2 separate regions of the Bombyx mori genome follow, and region 2 is linked to region 1. A link is a contact called in public Hi-C data. All regions are on one chromosome and are shown on one strand. Each heading gives the region's core, a stretch centred on a gene start, on an enhancer-like site or on the middle of the called end of the contact. The rest is flanking DNA. Distances are from core to core; before and after follow the strand shown.

Region 1 (7,108 bases), core at 3,292-5,791:
TAAACCACCGTTATTACACATTTAAACCTGAAGAAACACTAAATAGATAAAATAAAACAAATCACACAACTTCATTCCTCGCGTTCCCACCCCGGAGCCCAGAGACATCTACAACGTAAACGCGCCACCCACCTTGAGATATAAGTTGTAAGGTCTCAGTATAGTTACAACGGCTGCCCCACCATTCAAACCGAAACGCATTACTGCTTCACGGCCGAAATAGGCAGGGCGGTGATACCTACCCGTGCGGACTCACAAGAGGTCCTACCACCAGTGCATTATCTGATATGTAATTAGCGTCTAATGTGTGTATATTTAGCTCTTTTGGTTGATAAGTTCGCATGACACTAGTATAGTCTATCAATATTATCATCATAGTTTGATTGTAAATGTGTTTATTTATTTATTCAAATCACAACGTCTGCGGAGTCTGCGGAGGGACTTCGGTTCCCTCTGTATTTTGTACCGTATGTTCCATGGGGAGTGAGTGCTCTGAGGAATTGTTCGAGATGATACCAGCATCTCGTTTTTACCACCGCACCGCCCGCCACCGGAGTAGAGTTCATCCATACTACCTGGAGCCACTGCGGTCATCCACAGTGCGTTTCCAGAGATCTTTTTTGCCACGTACCATCCGGCTATGGAATGAGCTCCCCTCCACGGTGTTTCCCGAGCGCTATGACATGTCCTTCTTCAAACGAGGCTTGTGGAGAGTATTAAGCGGTAGGCAGCTGCTTGGCTCTGCCTATTGTAAACAAACTTCGTTGTCACTTCACTTCGCTCGAGGCAGGATAATTAAGATTACCTAGTGTTCACAGAATGCCAAATCAAGGTCATTGCGAATGCGAAGTGATGGAGAATTTCGTACTAAGATGCGAGTTCTTGTTTGAATTTTAGAGAATCGCAATGCAGATAGATTAAAGAAACATACATTATCTACCTGGAATTCCTATATGCAAATTCGTAGATTCCTATATTATAAAATGGAATTGGAATTTTAGGAATTTTTCTTTTGCTTCAAATTTAGTCGCGGAATACCCGAGATCCTTTGACCTTCTTATTGGTGGTGAAGCGTTTGGTGAGCTCACACGGTTATGTACCTCGAACCCGCCTATTTCGGCCGTGAAGCAGTCTCTCTCTCTCTTCGGTCGGTGCCTCACTGCTGAGGATCGTGACTCCGTCTGATTCCATCAACCAGCTGTCTCCAGCGATCCCGTTTTGTAGCTTGGTGGAGTGCGTCGCTGACAGGTATCACCAGTTCCTCCACTATTTGGTCCGACCATCGTTTGGGACCTCTACCCCTAGGCAGTAATTCCGCTTAAATTTTATCTGGATAAAGGAATCGCCCTACCTTACATCGGCATAGTAGCTTATATTACCGCTTATCTTCCACCGACTGGCGAATCCACCGTCAGTAGCGAAGCGATTTAAAACCACAACCCAAGGCCATAGAAGAATGCACAAAGTGGGAATGAGTTGCTCGCTCCGGGCATTTCAATATTGCAAAAATAGTTAGGTACGTTATAATAGCTCTTGTAAAAATGAATATTAAAAAAAATTCTAATCTATCTTCTATCTATTTAAATAAAAATGAATTGCTGTTCGTTAGTCTCGCTAAAACTCGAGAACGGCTGGACCGATTTGGCTAATTTTGGTCTTGAATTATTTGTGAAAGTCCAGAGAAGGTTTAAAAGGTAGATAAATAAATGAAAATGCTCAGAATTATATAAAAACAAACAATTTTGTTTTACCTTTAATGTGTCTCCTGTCGAACGGATTCCCTTTTGTTTGTTTTAAGTTTATTTTAGACCAAAAGTTTAGGTCTTTTATTTATCGATTGAGGCACTACGAAGTCTGCCGGGTCAGCTAGTGTTGAAATTTTTTTTTCTTTTTGTTTGGTTTGATTTGATTACAACACAAGATCAAACGTAGCCCCAAACAGAGCAGGCGACACCAAAGAAAACCATTAATAAGAGCTTAAAGGTGCCTTCGAAAAAAAAAACCTTTTGTCGCGTTAACTTCAACTACTTTAGACCACCCTCGTTCAGACGCACCGCTGCCTCCCGGGACCCAGGTATAAGACACCTATGACGGCCAGGAGACGGACAAACGGACCGCCCGATCGTAAATCAACGCATTGTTGGACTGTAATCTGTATACGTATGTCACAATATTGCCGGTGCCTAAATAATATGAAGCTTTGTTGTGAGTTCGCCAATAGAAAAAAAAAACTCTCCAATTTTTCGGCATTCCGTGTGATATTTTGTCATTAAGCGCGCGCGAATTGTATATTTTAAGTATTTGAATAGTGATGTTACGTGATAAAATCTATGCTCTTTTCATCAGAACGTAACTCTTATATTGGCTTCTAAATAATCATAATAATGTACTTTCCGAATCCTAAATTCCAACCGGGCAAAGTCGAGGAATTTAAATAGGAAAACGGACCCTCGAACTAGACCGGGAAAACGCTTGAAGTCGTCGTGGCCTAAAGGATAAGACGTCCGGTGCATTCGTGTTGAAGCGATGCACCGGTGTTCGAATCTCAGGCGGGTACCAATTTTTCTAATGAAATACACGTACTCAACAAATGTTCACGATTGACTTCCACGGTGAAGGAATAGCATCGTGTAATAAAAATCAAACCCGCAAAATTATAATTTGCGTAATCACTGGTGGTAGGTTTTATTGCTTAGTTGGGTGGACGAGCTCACATCCCACCTGGTGTTAAGTGGTCACTGGAGCCCATAGACATCTACAACGTAAATGCGCCACCCACCTTGACATATAAGTTCTAAGGTCTCAAGTATAGTTACAACGGCTGCCCCACCGAAACGCATTACAGCTTCACGGCAGAAATAGGCAGGGTGGTGGTACCTACCCGCGCGGCCTCACAAGAGGTCCTACCACCAGTAAAAATCAGGCGAGAAACTCAGTGGGCTGTGTCTATGGGTTAGTTCGCTTGTCGGACGGTTCGGTCAACGGTAACCGGTGCTTGAGGGTCCTAAAAGCACCGAAAGTGGTTTGGGAGGATCCGATAAGACATGCTTTGGGCGATGGCGGCTTTCCGTTGCCCCGTCGCTTGGGTCGGATAAGATGTGTCAAAAGCTACATCTATACTAATATATAAATCTACAGTGGTTTTTAGGGATGGTCCGTTATAACTACTGAACCGTGCATCCGATTGACTTGAAACTTGGTATCCATGTAGAAAATACATGTATGGATAGACTAATATTTATATGAGTATTGGACTCCCTAATAATAATGACAATAAATAATAATGTTATTTTAAATGCCCAGCGAGTACGGCTAGTTAACTTGAAATAATAAACGAACAGAACCAGTAAGGAAGGCGATCAAGACAGTGCCGCACGTTGTCGGTCGAAATTTCGGTGCGGGAGGAAAGCAGATTGTCAGACGGGCGTGCCGTGTGCGGCTTTTAATAACAAGGAACTAGTGCAGCAATAATTTACAGACACAGCCCACTGAGTTTCTCGCCGCATATTCTCAGCGGGTCGCGTTTCCGATCCGTTAGTAGATTCCGCGAAGCACTACTCTTGCTAGGGTCAGTGTTAGCAACACTCCCGCTTAGAGTCCCGTGAGCTCACCTACACGTCAAGGAGAAGCTAAAATAGCCTCTCAAAGCTATCAGCATAGGTAGGAAATAACAAAAAAAGCGAACCTTGCGAAGTTTAAGCTGTGTCATTGCGTGTTTTTATATTTGGACGCGTGTTCGGCTGGTCAGTAGCGTTTATTGGCAGATGGCGACCACAGACTGACCCTTACAGCGTTCCTTAAGAGCCCTCCACAATATTCGGTTGCCTTTTAAAACTCATCTTTCTGTGCAAAAGATTTTCGTTGTTTTAGTTGTTTAGGTGGGTGGACAAGCTCGCAGCCCACCTGGTGTTAAGTGGCTACCGGAGCCCATAGACATCTACAACGTAAATTCCGCTACCCACCTTGAGGTATGAGTTCTAAAGTCTCAAGTTCAGTAAAACAGCTGCCCCGCCCTTCAAACCGAAACGCATTACTGCTTCACGGCAGAAATAAGCAGGGTGGTGGTACTTACCCGCGCGGTCTCACAAGAGGTCCTACCACCAGTAATTACGCTAATTATAATTTTGCGGGTTTTGATTTTTATTACACGATGTTATTCCTTCACCGTGGAAGTCAATCGTGAACATTTGTTAAGTACGTATTTCATTAGAAAAATTGGTACCCACCATCGTAGGGATCATCCACGTGAATGCGACTTTATAAACGTAACTTTCTAGAATCATAAATATATAAGTTAACTTAAACTTATAATGTTTACTTAAACATACCCTCTCAGTCGTGTGTGCTGACCACACGAGTGCACTGTAATTTTCGACAATTTACAGGTAGTTTAGCTCTTTGAATGCGAACCGTCGATATATCGTCTCTCTGTTAATGCGTTTAAAATGCCGAGCGTCTGAATATAGACTATTGTGCGGTTTGATTTATATTAGGTATCGACCTGTACAGATGATGTGTGTATGTAAATAATGTAGGTAATTCAATTAGCCACGAATAGCTTATCGATTTAATCACTTCATATAGGTAATATAAATAGGCGATGCTTGTACCTACTTGTAATTTATCAGTTGATTTTAATAGTGCCACATTGTGTCCAACGCTTGTGTAATTATGAATCATTTTTCAGACATTCTTTCATGTAGATATTTTAGAAAAAAGATGTTTTTATGTGAGAGTGTGTGAGAACATAATAATATGAGAATTAGTACAGAAGTATTTTTGTCTTTCTCAATATATGTATAGATATTTTAAATTTAATTGCCTATTTTTGTAACAGAATATGCGAGAATATTTTCGGATTTTGCGATTTTACGGCTTAATCGAAGAAGACTAATGACTATGAAATCGTCAAACATTGGAAGCAGCGAAATAAGAAATGCTTTATAAAATATAGATATTCATTCGAGGAATTAATGTAATCACTAAATTTAACCGCAAAATTCAACATATTAATTGAGATTGGTAACAATGCTCAATTTTGTGAAGAACGACTTGAATATCGGCATCTGTTTTGTTCAACCAAAATATTTTAAATAGTGCCACCTAGTGCTGAGTAGCAAAACTAGTTCAAGTTTTAGATATTATCAAATTTGTTTTATAGATGGCGCTAAATCAAAGCACCACATTTCCAATTATTAAAACGTTGAGTTCACTTAATTCGCTCTATCGCTACAAGATGGCATGCTAATCAAAAAATATCCTACTTTTTAGGAAAAATAATGTCTTCGAAATTTCTACTTGTCGATTAACTGTTTTTTTTTTTTTTTTCTTTCTATGTTTTCTGGGAGATCGCAATTTGATACGTTTCTGTCCAGGTTACATATCCCCGTGATTAGCTGATATCACGTCTCTTCCAATGTCAAAGTCCACAGAAATATTTCGCAAGTTGATGGCGATGCGATATGAGTAGGGTTAATTTGTTAAAATTAAGCATGTAGTTACCGAAATATCATAAATTTGTTTTTTTAATACGCAAACTATGCCATAGGCCTAAACTGGATTAATGATGCTTTTAGGTACCTCAAGCACCGGTCAGTCTTTGCCGAACCCGTCGCTTGCGACGAAGGGCTCGGCGAGTAAAAAAAAAAGGATCTTCTCAGCGGGTCGCGATTCCGATCGGTAGTTGATTCAGCAAAGCACTGCTCTTGCTAAGGCCAGTGTTAGAAGCACCTCCGGTTTAAACCCCGAGAGCTCACCTACACGCTAGGGCAATAGCCTCTCAATGCTATCAGGCATAGGTAGGGAAAAAAATAGGCCTAAATAATGCAATAATATTTGTTGCCCGTTAAAAGTAATAGCTTTTTATCGCCTTATATTAACTACTAAGGCGACAAATTAGTTTCCATTTCACTAAAGCGCAGAACCAGGAATATCACAAAAATCTCAAATCAATTACAGTTGAAAATAAAACAAACTTTATTGGTCATGGAATAACATAAAATATATTTATTAAACTTATATACACAGTAAATCTTTTTTTTTTTTAATCAACGATTTTAAACGCCATTTACCCGACGCCACATAATTCTTGTCATCTGACTAGAAGAAGAACATTAAAAACACGTTTCGGCGGGAACAGGCGCCATTTTTCACTATTAACCAATAATCGCGCTAATATTTTACGAATAAAATGACGTCAGATCCAATTTATTCAAAAAGTATTTTTATTCCGAATCTAGTTTAGTATTATCAGCCAAGTATAATCTGTATGTTAATACGTGAAGTAAAAAAATTGTGGACTTCTTGGCGGGAACGCGAGGAGTGAAGTTGTGTGATTTGTTTTATTTTGTCTATTTAGTGTTTCTTCGGGTTTAAATGTGTAATAATGGTGGTTTATTAACTGTTTAATATCTATGAAAGTGCACAAATGTTGGAAAATGAAACAAAGCCGCTGGACGTAACTTCTCGAGATCCTCCAAAAAGTCACTGTAAAAATCTTAGTAAATAACCACCATTTTACTGAGATTATATTTTAAAGCATATCATCTCATTTCATTTAATTTCATCCCAGTTGATTAATGTCTCAAATTAACCATCTTCATTTCATTTCACTCCATATCATTTTTCATAAAAATATGAATATAAATTAAAATAAGACATGACTTAAAGGTCTTAGTAATGTTCAAACTTAATATTGATTATGGTCGAATTTCGATCATTATTTTTCATTAAAGTTTAAAATATTGAATTTATTATTAAAGAACTATCTAATGTCAAAATTAAAACATTCGCGGATTTTTTTTCATGTCCGCATTGAATCTGACTTGAGAATTTCGCGGCTGAAATATCGTTCAATGGTTCGACAAAATCGAATTTAAATTATAGATACCTATGCAGTTAAAGATAAGGTTTGAGTTTTCTTAATAACGATCGTAATAATATTTTGGAATGTTTTTTTTATGTACGTATATGTATATTATGTATAATTATATATTTCACTGGATTGGTACACCGCGCGTAGTTCGTTTCCAAATGACTCTTGTTCACCTGATGGTTGTCTGGAAGAGATCGCTCTTAGCGATAAGACCGCCAATTGTACTTTTTTTGG
Region 2 (6,405 bases), core at 1,995-4,494, 270 kb before region 1:
TGATAATGAACGAGAGTGACTCGTAAAGAAAAAGTTTTTAATTAAATTCAGTAATACGAAGACGAAAGGAAAGTACAATCGTCATCTTTGTTTTACAACTTGAGAAAAAAAAAATAGAAAAAAAAAAGTGACGTTTCTTCCCCTTTCCCGCCATTAGCTGTCAGAGGCGCGTTCGAACGGTTTATTCCACTTGAGTGACATGCAAAGACTTGATAATTATTACCTTACTTTTTTTACAGAGTATTTAGATTAGTTATTTAAGGATTAAAATTGAATCGTATAAGTATTGGTATAGTTATTTGATGGCTGCTTGCTTGTAAAATGTTTGTATAAGGAATTTATATTTATTTTTGTATGTTTTTATTTTTTATTGCTTAGATGGGTGGACGAGCTCACAGCCCACCTGATGCTAAGTGATTACTGGAGCCCATAGACATCTACAAAGTAAATGCGCCACCCACCTACAGATATAAGTTCTAAGGTCTCAAGTATAGTTAGAACGGCTGTCCTACCGTATGTATGTATGTGGATACATTATACAAAGGGTATTTCGGTTTTCAGAGCTGAACCTATGAGTGCTCCTTGATGGAAACTCGGCGATTTACTAGACAACCCATAATTCTAATACCAGACAATCGTTCTTATGCAAAGTATATGTGAATCAACTATATAATAAAGTTATATCAAAATTCAAACTCGCGTAGTTGATTTATTTACAAATTTTTTATGTCTGAGGCATTACTGGTGGCCCGGAGGCCTTTCCAGTTTCACCAGGACAGGTGGGCGAGCAAAGGCTCAGCCAGGAGGGGAGGGATTTGCTGACAGCTGCCCGAGCGCCTCCAAAGGAGACCTAACGACTCAAGAGTAACTGCTTCGCGAATTACTGACTGTAGGGCGTCTTTTGAGATCGCACGGGTAGCTGCCTATTTCTGCCGTAAGACAGTAACGCTTTCCCGTTTTGAAGAGTAGGGGGACCAATTAACCACCGAGAACTTCTTTCAAGTTGGGTGGTGGCATTTATATAGTTGATATCTGTGGGTTCTCGTCACCATTTAAGACCGTGTATGTGTATTACTGGTGGTAGGACCTCTTGTGAGTCCGCACGGGTAGGTACCACCGCCCTATTTATATCTGCCGTGAAGCAGTAATAATGCGTTTCGGTTTGAAGGGTGGGGCAGCCTTTGTAACTAAACTGAGACCTTAGAACTTATTTCTCAAGGTGAGTGGCGGTATTTACGTTGTAAATTTCTATGGGCTCCAGTAACCACTAACACCAGGTGGGCTGTGAGTTCGTCCACACATCTAAGTAATAAAACAAAAGGAACCTAACATCGAATAACAAAAAAAAAACAGCTATTTACCTCTATAATTTTCAATAATACAACGATATGAAGACAGTCAAGTCATAGCCGACTATCCGCTTACCTTCAAGTAACTAGCAGCAAAGCAAGCGAAGCACAAGCAATGAAACTCTTAAAAAATGTTGACTAATTAAAAAAAGGAGCCCCTTCCGTTGAAACACCACCCCGATGTGAAAGAATTCGGGTTTTTTTTAAATTTTATTATCTTGAATTAATTCGTTTTAGGGTGGACTGTTTAAATAAAAATAAGCCATTGTGTTTCCTTTTTAAGTTGATGACAATGTGTTTACCTGTACATAATAATATGTTGTATGCATTTGAGGCATAGACCTCGAGTCTCAAGGCATCACGCTGTGATGTCTATGGACTCCGGCAGCCGATGAACATCAAGTGGTCCGTAAGTTAATCTAGGTAGTAATAAAACTGAGTATGAGTGACTTTGTCTGTCTGTCACTTGGATATGTCTTTCGTCATACAAGCTTTGATGCATTGTTAATGTCCACGGGCGATCACGTCCGTGTGCTGTTCCATCTTAGCAACAAATTATCTAATTTACAATCTACAACGAATTCTTATTGCATCTATTTTGAACAGCTAAGCGACCGATTTTTTCATGATAACTACTTTGCCTAGAAATTTCTGTCTAGATATTTCAAGAAGAATACAGAAAATAAACTATCAGCATCAATCTTGATTATCGGTTTCAGAATAGCAGATATCTAATACAATTTCGACATCTACTGGTGGTAGGACGTTTTGTGAGTCCGCGCGGGTAGGTATCACCACCCTACCTATTTCTGCCGTGAAGCAGTTATGCGTTTCGGTTTGAAGGTTGGGGCAGCCGTTGTAACTATACTGAGACCTTAAAACTTATATCTCAAGGTGGGTGGCGCATTTACGTTGTACATGTCTATGGGCTCCAGTAACCACTTAGCACCAGGTGGGCTCGTCCACACATCTAAGCAATAAATAAAAATCTAGCATGCCTCAAGATAAGCCAATTCTTAATTAATTCTATTCGGGTCGTTAGCCAATTTGTTCGCCACAACTTAAAATACAAAGTAAGCTTATCTATATATTAATACGTGAAGCAAAAACTTTGTATCCCTTTTTACGAAAACTGCGCGGACGGAGGAGTATGAAATTTTCCACACTTATAGAGAATATAGAGAAGAAGTGCACAATGCTAATATTTTTTTTAAATAATGCATAAAAGATACATTAAATCAATAAAGAAAACATTACACACACTACATGCCATGTATTTGACGCACACACGCATGCATACTATTTATTGTCAAACTTTTGTTCTTGACGTCTGTTGTCAAATTGAGAATAGATTAAATATTGTTTGTCTTTATTAATATTTTTTTATAGTGTAGTCTTGGCGAAATTTGTGATTATAGAAGTATAAAATACAATCATAATAGTGTACAAACTTACAATTCCAATTAATTATAGTCGAATTTCGACTACTGCGGGACTTCTAGTACATTTTAATACTCGTTTGAAAATCAAACGTATTGTGTAGATCTATTAAGGAAAACCTAAATTAATACATCTTAGAATTATCAAACAAAAAAAAAATACACACATATATGTTTCAATATATTCATAAAAAAAATATGTACAGACATCTCTCAATTAAGCTCGTCATGAACTCCGAAGACAGTTCCACAATCGTCATTAGGCATTCGACAAACACGAGAACATTACAATAACAACGAATGTAAAATCAAAGGTAGGGCCGCATAAATAGGATGAGGTGGAAAAAGGAAAAAAAAAACGCGTATTACGACCACGCTCCGCCCAATTGTGGGCAGGCGCGACCACGCCTGGTACAGTGGAGGGGCTCAGCCCGCAATTCGCCAGTCTGACTTCGAGATCACGCGCACAACATCCCTTTCAAACAAAACAATTGTTTAATAAAAACAATTAACGCATTCGATAGTCGATAAATTAGTTAATAGTTTTGTTTTTCGTCTAATCTAGGCGACCGTTTTTGTGATAAGCACGGTGTGTGTGTGTAAAGAATTGCATTGAAAAGTTCAAAGTGCTTTTTGTTGAGGATACGGTTGCACGATGAAGTTCAAATGATAAGGTAAATAATAGTAAGTGTTTCTATTGAACTTAATTACAACACGTTTTATGCATATTTTATTCTTAGAAGCGTGCCACAGTCGGATTTTTGTTCGCGCGAATCTTTCACGTAATGTTTCGTTACGGCTTTAAAAACAAACATATTACGATTTAAATCGACTTCCGGGATCACGGCGCGATACGAATTTACAATTTTTAATAATAAAAAAATATATTTTTGTAGCTACAAAAACATAAAAAAAACCATTTTAATTCAATAAAAAAAAAATCAAACGATAGTCATTTTGTTTTAAGAATGAATTTCGATTAAAACATATTTTAATGGTAATTTTGACGCAGGATCTATTTTTAGTGTGTTTCCAGTTTGTAATTTTAAAAATACTAGAGGTCCCGCAGTAGTCGAAATTCGACTATAATTAATTGGGATTGTAAGTTTGTACACTATTATGATTGTATTTTATACTTCTATAGTCACAAATAAAATATTAACAAAGACAAACAATATTTAATCTCAATTTGACAACAGACGTCAAGAACAAAAGTTTGACAATAAATAGTATGAATGAATGTGTGCGTCAAATACATAGTATGTAGTGTGTGTAATGTTTTCTTTATTGATTTAAAGTATCTTTTATGCATTATTTAAAAAAAATATTAGCATTGTGCACTTCTTCTCTATATTCTCTATAAGTGTGGAAAATTTCATACTCCACCGTCCGCGCAATTTTCGTAAAAAGGGATACAAAGTTTTTGCTTCACGTATTAATATATAGATTTAAGACGTCCAAATCATGTATGTAGGTTAATAACTAAAAATAAAAAAAGATACTAGCCTAAATAGCAAATCGAATTAACAATTAATTTCATCTGCTTTTTATCCTGTTAATTAACTGTCAGGATGTTAGAGCGAAGTTATAATATTATTGTATCGTCACAGGTCCTTGACGCGTGTACTAATTTTCAAATTAATTGGACCTCTTTGAGTTAATGGAAATGACTTTCAAAGACTCCTTTACATACAGATAAAATATACAAACATAGGCACCACGCTAATTGAAGCGTTTTGAAATTATCACCCTCATATAACATTAATGTAATAATAATTAATAATTAGCTCACCGAAATTCATTAATGTCAATTAAATTTAATCTTATTTAAAGATACAGCCATATTAGCAGTTTTTGACGGGTGTTGAATATTTTAATAATGATTTCTAAATAGATTTTGAGCTTATTATATCATAGACAGTTTACGCAATAAACATACAATAATATAATTGTAAATAGACATGCTTTAACAAAAACCGACTTCAAATAGAAAAAAAATGATATTCCAAAACAAATCACCTAATATACCTACACTAAAAACAATAATTATCGAAATCGGTTGGCGTGATATCGAGTTATTGAGTTATTCATCTATTTGTCGCGCACGTACTTAATGCAAATTTAAGACTTATACGGTTTTCTCATGGATACCATTATCAGAACTGGACCAAATTGAAATGGGACCACACGGGAAGCGTCAGATTTCTAATAAAAAAAGAATCATCAAAATCGATTCACCCAGTCAAAAGTTATGAGATAACAAACATAAAAAAAAACATAGTCGAATTGAGAACATCCCCCTTTTTTGAAGTCGGTTAAAAAAAGACATTATTAAATCTTTTTTTTATTTTTTATTGCTTAGATGGATGGATGGACGAGCTCACAGCCCACCCGGTGTTAAGTGGTTACTGGAGCCCATAGACATCTACAACGTAAATGCGCCACCCACCTCGAGATATAAGTTCTAAGGTCTCAGTATAGTTACAACGGCTACCCCACCCTTCGAACCGAAACGCATTTCTGCTTCACGGCGGAAATAGGCGGGGTGGTGGTACCGACCCGTGCGGACTCACAAGAGGTCCTACCACCAGTGATTACGCAAATTACAATTTTGCGGATTTGGTTTTTATTACATAAATAAACCTTCACTAGTTTTTTAATACGGTTTTCTACTTCAGCTTGTGTATTTTTTTATCTAAATTCGTAAAGTTACACACTTATTATTGTTTTATTTTAAACACATAAAAATATTGGAGTATGAAACTCTAGTTACTAATCAGTCTTAACCATCTATATTGTACTAGCTCTTGCCCGCGACTCCATCCGCGTGGAATAATTACTTTGGCATAACGCTAAATTTTACCCCCCACTCCATTTACGTAGAAAGTGAAAATATTATTGAATTATATAATGTTAAGGAGCTATTTAAACCCCTATTTTGAAACATTATTTATTGGTGCTCCACTTGTATTGGTCTTAGCGTGATGTTATATAGCCTATAGCCTTCCTCAATAAATGGGCTATCTAACACTGAACGAATTTTTCAAATCGGACCAGTAGCTCCCGAGATTAGCGCGTTCAAACAAACAAACTCTTCAGCTTTATAATATTAGTATAGATCAGCATCAACAGTTCGATGTTTTTAATTGAACTTCAATTAAGTTTACTCCATTCTTAAATAGCTGAAGAAGTACTTTTTTTTTGCTATGATATTTGTTACCAAATTTTAAACTCTTGTAAAATTGCAAAAATAAAACAAATACTTTTTTCCCCCCCGATTCATATGTATCTATATAAATATTATCACTCACATTAATAATCATTATGTAACACCATTTATTTGTATATATGTTTCGGCAAATGTAAATATTCATGTCAAGAAATTTATGGCATTAAGCATTGTTGTGTTAGTGTGATCTATGGCTACGTATATTTGGCCTCAAATGACGTCATATTTCGTAAAGTTAGCCTGGCTATTACGAACTATAGTAACATGATGTATCCGATTAAGAAAATCACTAAAGTTATGTTTTTTTTTTGAGAATATCGCAATGTGGGAGGATTCGTTCGAGTTTTCTGAGATCTATATATTAATACGTGAAGCAAAAACTTTGTAT

Evidence for each region. A called contact is a pair of places that touch in the nucleus more often than the background predicts.
Region 2: a Hi-C map of posterior silk gland shows a contact between it and region 1, with 5 times the contacts expected there. The contact joins the promoter of Inv here to the enhancer-like site in region 1. A contact is called at or near these places in 5 of 7 Hi-C or Micro-C datasets (middle silk gland, midgut, posterior silk gland and 1 more).

Annotation. Positions count from the first base shown.
Region 1 is chr2:6,549,099-6,556,206 of ASM3026992v2, reverse strand. It overlaps LOC101739762 (AP-3 complex subunit sigma-2), which reads right to left. Exons shown (of 6, transcript XM_004933261.5): 6 at 5,976-7,108. Among protein-coding and RNA genes, the nearest start is that of LOC101739762, 9.8 kb to the right of the region's middle. Within about 2 kb of position 4,541, at least 6 of the 8 cell types and tissues checked have open chromatin away from gene starts, as enhancers often do.
Region 2 is chr2:6,820,104-6,826,508 of ASM3026992v2, reverse strand. Inv (invected homeodomain) reads left to right here and starts at 3,244. Exons shown (of 8, transcript NM_001043989.1): 1 at 3,244-3,472.